Linked DNA regions of Mus musculus: region 1 is linked to region 2. Evidence: chromatin contacts called from public Hi-C data. All regions are on one chromosome and are shown on one strand. The core of a region is the stretch at or near the end of the contact, and the rest is flanking DNA. Distances in the headings are between cores, read along the strand shown.

Evidence for each region. A called contact is a pair of places that touch in the nucleus more often than the background predicts.
Region 1: a Hi-C map of liver shows a contact between it and region 2, with 1.8 times the contacts expected there. The contact joins two enhancer-like sites. A contact is called at or near these places in 12 of 484 Hi-C or Micro-C datasets (8-cell embryo, CD4 T cells, the G1E-ER4 cell line and 7 more) and 1 of 115 datasets of contacts at active chromatin or transcription factors (pancreatic cancer cells).

Annotation. Positions count from the first base shown.
Region 1 is chr1:191,792,608-191,796,001 of GRCm38.p6, reverse strand. No RefSeq gene overlaps it. Among named protein-coding and RNA genes, the nearest start is that of Gm26203, 21 kb to the right of the region's middle. Within about 2 kb of position 1,676, at least 37 of the 459 cell types and tissues checked have an H3K27ac peak or open chromatin away from gene starts, as enhancers often do. A contact at or near this core is called in liver, where this site is marked.
Region 2 is chr1:191,638,428-191,641,932 of GRCm38.p6, reverse strand. No RefSeq gene overlaps it. Among named protein-coding and RNA genes, the nearest start is that of Gm39741, 9.0 kb to the left of the region's middle. Within about 2 kb of position 1,647, at least 55 of the 459 cell types and tissues checked have an H3K27ac peak or open chromatin away from gene starts, as enhancers often do. A contact at or near this core is called in liver, where this site is marked.

The DNA of each region.
Region 1 (3,394 bases), core at 427-2,926, 150 kb before region 2:
TGTCCAACTTTGTGACATCGATATCGACAGACAATGAAGAAGGCTGAGCTCGGATTGTTTGTATAGCTAAACGTTTATTGGTCTCACGTCTTCATTGATCTTCATTTTGATTCGCTGAGAGAGGCACAGCTGAGAACTTTCCTTGATGTTCCTATTGGCTCTGGTCCTTCCTGTCCACTTGTGTCGACTAAGGCCTGGCACTTCCTGCTAGGTCTGTCACTGCCGATGCTACCCCAACATTACCAGATTGGACTACTGGTATACCCGTAAAGCAAGTGGATCGAGCTGTCGTTGCCCACCTGTGAACTAAACGACTAGTTTCCTGAGGACACAGATGAGATTTACTACAAAGAACAATTTCTGAACAGGTCCATGTCCCCCGCCCCCATTTCCTTTCTTCTCCACTACCTCTGGTAGATGATGGGCTACTAGGGAGGTTAAAACATTTAAGATCCATCATTAAAAATGACATTAAAAATTAAAATGATAACAGAGACTTTTAGGTTAAGTTGTCAGGTTGATAAAGTTTTAAATTGCATGGCTCATGCTTGGTATCATGGCTAAGAAACCCTGCCTCTCAGGAGAGCACCAGGTTTTCTTGTGTGGTTCTACAAGGGTTTCATGGTTTTGTTTTTATACTTAGTATTTTTGGTTGGCTTTGTGATTATTTTTTGAGCCGTGGCTGGCATGCTATTCACGTTGTAGCCCATGCAGGCCTTGGACTCTCTGCAATCCTCCTGCCTTAACCTTCTCAGTGCCTGGGTTACAGAACGCGCTGCCACGTTCCGCCAAGACTTTGGCTTTGCAATCAGCATTTTTCCTTTGAGTTTGGTTGTTTACTTGTGTGAAACATTGGTTAGCTACATAGCTCAGACTGGCCTTGAACTCATGATTCTCCTGTGTCTGCCTCCCGAGTGTCAGGGTTACAGGCATGTGCCACTATTCTGCTTATATTTAGGTTTTGACCCATTTCGAGTTTGTTTTGTGTATGTCAAAAGCTGTGGAAGGTTGTGAACTCACCCGCATGAGTGTCCAGCTGCCTCTCCCCATTTGCCCACTGCCTTCTGTGCTGAATTGCACTTGAACCTTTGTAAATGCTCGGTTATACATTGTCACATTCATCTCCTGTACCTACTGTGACAAACTTCTACAAACTTGGTGGCCTAAGGAACAGGCCTCGTTTCTTAGTAAAGACTAAACCTCTCCTAGTTTTGGTGCCAGAAGAGCGACCTCAAAGAAGGGCCTCCAGGTTTCTGGAGGAAGGTAGGGTATATGCCCACTCCCTTCCCTGTGTCCCTGTGAGGGATGTGCCCCCCTTCCCTCCCCCCTTCCCTGCGTCCCTCTGGGGGATACGCCTCCTTCCCTGTGGCTTATCAGAGTCTGCCTCTGAGCAGCCGAGCAGAGCTGAGGTCTTTCTTCATGATGAGTGCATACTTCATGAGGACAGAAACCAGATCTTACTCGTCTCTGCTTCTCAACCCACAGTGGCTTGAGAGATGCACAGCTGGTCTGTAGAATGAATGAGCAGAAGAGGAGGCACCACCAGTATTCTGGGAAAGACTTCGCACATCATGCAAAAGTTGAAAGGGATGGAAGCCGGACATGGTGCAGGTTTGGGAGGTGGAGATGGAGCCCCGTAGCTCACTGACCAGCATATTAAACTGATGTCATCAAGCTCTGAACTTTGAACCTGGAGAGGAAACTTTCAGTGTGTTCGCTAAAGAAGGTTCAGAGCATGAACACAGCACGAGGTTATATGCACAAGGACCACCTGGGAAAAACAGGAGTTATCACAGCTGACCACACCCATGCACAGATGTACAAGTGTGCAAATACCAGGCTTGTAGAGTTGCACCTCAGACCTGGTGGGTTCAAACACACACACACACACACACACACACACACACACACACACACACACTCTTGCAACGTAGCTGTCTGTGATACTATGAGTCAAAGTGCAGGTGGCCAGAAGCCTAAGCAAACATGTGAGCTGCCTCCTAACAAGGAAAGGAAAACAGGAAATGGATGCTGTGCAGCCTCTCCTCTCTCCTTCCTTCCCCCGTCTTCCAGATAGCAGCCCAGACAACAGGCTACAAACAACACCCTGGCAGCCATTGCATCTCACGATGCTCCAAGGGAGTAGGAAACAAGTTGGTTCCCAGAATGCTTTGCAAAGGCTCTGCATTGGACTATATAGAGGCCTCAGGGGAGTGGGGCTGCCTGGGTACTAATCCTGGGCTGGGCCCCTACAGCAGCTTGGCTAGTTCTGGCCTCCTGCTTGGTGTTTAAGTTTTGCCTGGACCTTGTTTGTTATCAGGCCTCCCACAATGAACTGAGTATCTTTTTAGGGGTGACCATGCCTCCCCTGAGCTCTTCCAGGAGGAGTCAGGCTTGTTTTCTCTTAGTCTTCACAGCACCCGAAGCTAGAGTGATTTTCAGCTGGGTTTCTGTCCGTGGGCCATTCCTTCCTCTCTGCAGATCTTTTAGGAACTCCTATCTGCTCAGGGCTTCCCACATGGGGCTGTGATGAACTTCTAGACTCTGGGTCTCAATCCGTGGCTGGCTCTGACTCGTACTCAATCCTAGCTGTAGCACCCAAGGGTCACTCCTCTCGGGTTTCGGGGCATATCAGCATCACCAGGGAATCGGTGAGAACCCGAGATTTCCTCAATAATTCATACCCCATGTCCCTCCTCCTGCAACATCACGTGGATCTGAACAAAGGCAGTGAACATTATCCAGCAGTAACCTAATCTCCTGGGTCGTTTACCAACAACACTCAGAGTGATCTCAAGGATTACCTTGGACTCTGGCCAGCACCTGGGAGACTGGGCCTAACTGAAGGCCAAATGGCCCAGGGTGCCAAGTAAGCCAACAGTGAGTTCCACTGAGGGGAGCTGGAAAATAAGCAAGCAAAAGATGTCTGGGAACTGCGGCTGTGGAGGCCTGTGTAGACTTCCATCCCACTAGCTGGAGCAGTGAAGCTGGGGCACCCCGTTCTCCACAAGGTCTCTGGTCTTGTCTACAGTTTGCCCCAGCAGAGCCAAACTGCAAGCCCATTGCTTGTTGGCACACACCTTCTCTGTACTGAGACTGCCACTGCACAGCAGGGGGAAAGGAGGTAGGAGCTCACCTCTGGATCATAAGGGATACAGACCAATAGTTTCTGGCATGACTGCTACAGGACACAGCAGAGATGTGCCCAGTGTGCATGGAACCAAGAAAAAAACATCAAACTGGAAGTTCTGGTGATGGAAGGTTCTCTGGAGGCTTTGGCCTGGAACTGGGTGTTAGAGGGTAAACAGGATTCTGGGGGCAAGAAAGCAGCTGGGATTTGGGGCAACGGGACAGCAAGCAACTTTGGGAAAGAAAGGGTTTATTTGGGTTACAC
Region 2 (3,505 bases), core at 398-2,897:
TGGGAGAAAGAAGAGTACTGTGAGAGGTGGTCCAGCCCTGCAGAGAGTTTCTCCTATTTGGCGCCCTCTCTTCTCCTCACCCTCTATCCTCCACAGCCTTAGGATGGAGCCAGCCACTCTGCCCCTCTCCCTGCCTTGTAGTGGGAAGGAAAAGCAGCCTGTGGCCTCAGAGACATAGCAACGGCAGGCAGGGGTGTGTGTCCCCCAGGGAGGTCACTGCAGACCAGGCACATCTGTTGCCTGACTGGCCAGGACACTGGTGAGCTACCAGCAGCTTTGTTTGCTCCTCTCAGCAAGTGACAAAGGGCAGGAATGTGTCCTGGAGGACTTCCCAGTGTGCAGCCAGGACAACTAATTGACTGCCCCTCTCTCTGATGTTTGAGCAAAACCTTTTCTTGATTGTTCATGCCAAAGGTCATTTGAGTTGAAGTGGTGACCATAGGCCACAGGAGGGAAGGGGCAAGGACAGGGCAGGAAAGTAATTATGGTTTACGAAACTCCCCAACAGAGAAGGAGTGCAAAGAGGGTTGCTGTTGACATCTTTGTAAAACCAAAACAACTAAAACAAATTTCTCTCTCTGTCTCTGTCTCTCTCTCGCTCTCTGTCTGTTTTTCTGTCTGTCCTGTCTATTGCTGTCTGTCTCTCTTTCTCTCTCAAACACACACACACACACACACACACACACACACACACACACACACATTTCTAAAAATAGTGCTAGTAGGTTTGAAAAGAAAGGCCTTTGTTTCATAGTCTTTCATATAGGGAAGAAAAAAGATAGAACTACTATCACAGAAACATCAGTGGTCAGGGAGATGGATCAACAGACAAGCACACTTGCCATGAAAGCCAGATGAGTCGGATCCTTGGACACACATAAAGACAGAGTGAGAGAAACAGGAAAGTTGTCTTCCGACTTTCAGCAGCAAGCCGTGTGCTGTATACCCAACACTCACATCACAAAACACATAATAAATACAATTTAAATTTTTAACAAAGCAGAAAGAAACACCAGGGGCTGGAGAGATGGCTCAGTGGGCAGAGTGCTTGCTGCACAGATTTGAGGACCTGAGTTCAGATCTCTGGCACTGGTGTAAACGCTGAGCTTGGCAGCTCACATCTGTAACCTGGTGTGAGCGAGGAACAGGCAGGTGAACCCCATAGGCTGGCTGACTGGACGGACAGTCTGACCAAGTGGGCTCCAGGTGTAGTAAGAGACTCTGTTTCACAAGCTAAGAAGCAGTAGAGAAAGACAGCAACCTCTGGTTTCCACATGCATGTCCACAACTGAGTGCACCTGTGTCCATGCATGCACACACACGTATATACTCCTTCCCCACAAACATGACTAGAGAAAACCAGCAGATTCACAATGTCAGGATGGAAGGGCAGTGAAGGGAACGGACTTGAGCTGGTTTAATCATTTGTTTGTTCACTTAGTCATTTACTCCACAGATGTTTATAGACACTGCTAAGCTCTCACACATACTAGAGGCCAGAGACACAAAACCAACCAGGACACAGGCCTCCAGGCTCCCAGATAGACAGGAAGTCAGGTGCTTGAGCAAATGATAGTAGATTGCAGCATGAGAAACCTCCCAGAGGTCAGTACAAGGTTCCTGGTGATGCTGGCCAGGTGCAGAGTCTGTGGGCAAAGGTCAAGAAGAGGCGTAGAAAGGGACAGAGAGGTGACCTCTCTGACTGCTAGGCCTGTGCCCAGCAGAAATGGGGACTGAAGGCAGAGAAAGGCAGTACTGGGGTCACTGCCAGAGACTAAGCCCCAGCTGTCCAAGGAACTGCTTCTGTTGTATGTCACTACCTGTGAAAACAGCTTGGGGCACCCACCTCCTTCAAGAGAAAATGGTCTGTTGAACACCACAAGTAAAAGCCAGCTTATGCTCAGGAGAGCGCTGGGCCTGAAGCCACACTGACAAGACAAAGGGCACTTCTGCCACACCTCCTTTGGGGAAATGTCCCCAAAGCTGCCATAGGACAGACAGGAAGGAGCTGAAGGGCCCTGAGGTTGGTCTTTCCAGGCAAACATATTAGACTCTGTCTTCTTACTCAACAAAGGTCAAAGCCTGTTAGTGGAAAAAAAAATAGTTCTCATACCATTGCCCAGGCTTCAGAAAGTCAAAGATCCATGAAGGTACAGATTCACACTGTTCCTTACCGCCAGAGGATAGGAAAGTTTCAGATTCCAGAAACAGTAAAAACCAGAGAAGTGGGCAGCTCCCCAGTCCCAGCCAAGAGATGCCTGTCCCAATCTCAGCTCCTCTCTGGGCATCTGCTTCCTTTCCTCCTGTTTCCCCACCTCTGTCACAGAACAGCAGGCTACACCCACCCACTGTTTCCACATTACAGCTTCTGTCTCACCGAAAGCCTGGGTCTCCCTTTGAACACAATTTTACATGTGATCTCTGACCCAGTTGAGGGCAAGAGAACAGGGCTCATGCTGAGCAGATGGCTGCTGGGAACTCTACTGTGGGCAAGGTGCAGTGGAGAAAGCACAGAAGATGGCAGGAGCAACTGCTCCTATCGTTGGACCCTGATCCCTGGAGAGAGATCACTGCTGCATTGGTATTACACTGATAGGTAAATGCATATGTCAGGAACTTCTTGGTGTGCAGAGGTGATTACAATTATTATCATCATCAATAAAGGTACAATATGATTTATTTTTAGGAAAGCTCAACTCATAAGACTGGCCTGTAGCTCTCTTCCCCCAGCCAAGCTGTGCACAGTAACACAGAGGTTCAGGGCAACCTCTTCCTCTATGTCTTACTGACAGATTCCATTTCTCATCACTTAAAATCTAAAACTCACACTCCCACTTTCTTCTTAAGCTATTCTTTGCTGTCAAGAATCTACCGTTTATTCTTTGGGGCCTCGCCACATCCATGGGTAACCATCTATGGTAATGACTAGATCTAGGAAGGTTATTATGCCCTGTTTTAGTTTTCTTTCTGTTGTTGTGATAAAACACCCCAAATAAAAGGAACTTAAAGAGGGAACTTTAAGAGTTTGTCTACTTAAATTTCCAGGCAGTCGTCTGTCACTGAGGGACGTCAGGTCAGGAGTTATGAAGGAATGTTATTTACTGGATTGCTCTCTGGCTTGCTCACAAGCTCATGCTCAACTGGCTTTCTAATTCAGCTTAAGACCACCTGCCTATGGATGGTGCTGCCCATAATGGGCTAGGCCCTCTGTGTAAATTAATAATTGATATAATCCCACACACACACATGTGCCCACAGACCAATCTGATTTTAGCAGTTCCTCAACCAACACTCTCCTGTCAGAAGTTGGCAACGTTAACTAGGACACATCCATATGGTGAGGATATATATCTTTGCTGTCAAACTGTGAGGCTGTGAACACCCAGGATATCATTGGATAACTAGAGTTCGCCTGAGGATATTTGTAACTCATTAGGTCTTGACAGGAAGGGCAAGAGCCACTATAGAATCATCAAGGAATATGAAGAACTCATTTAGCTCAGGT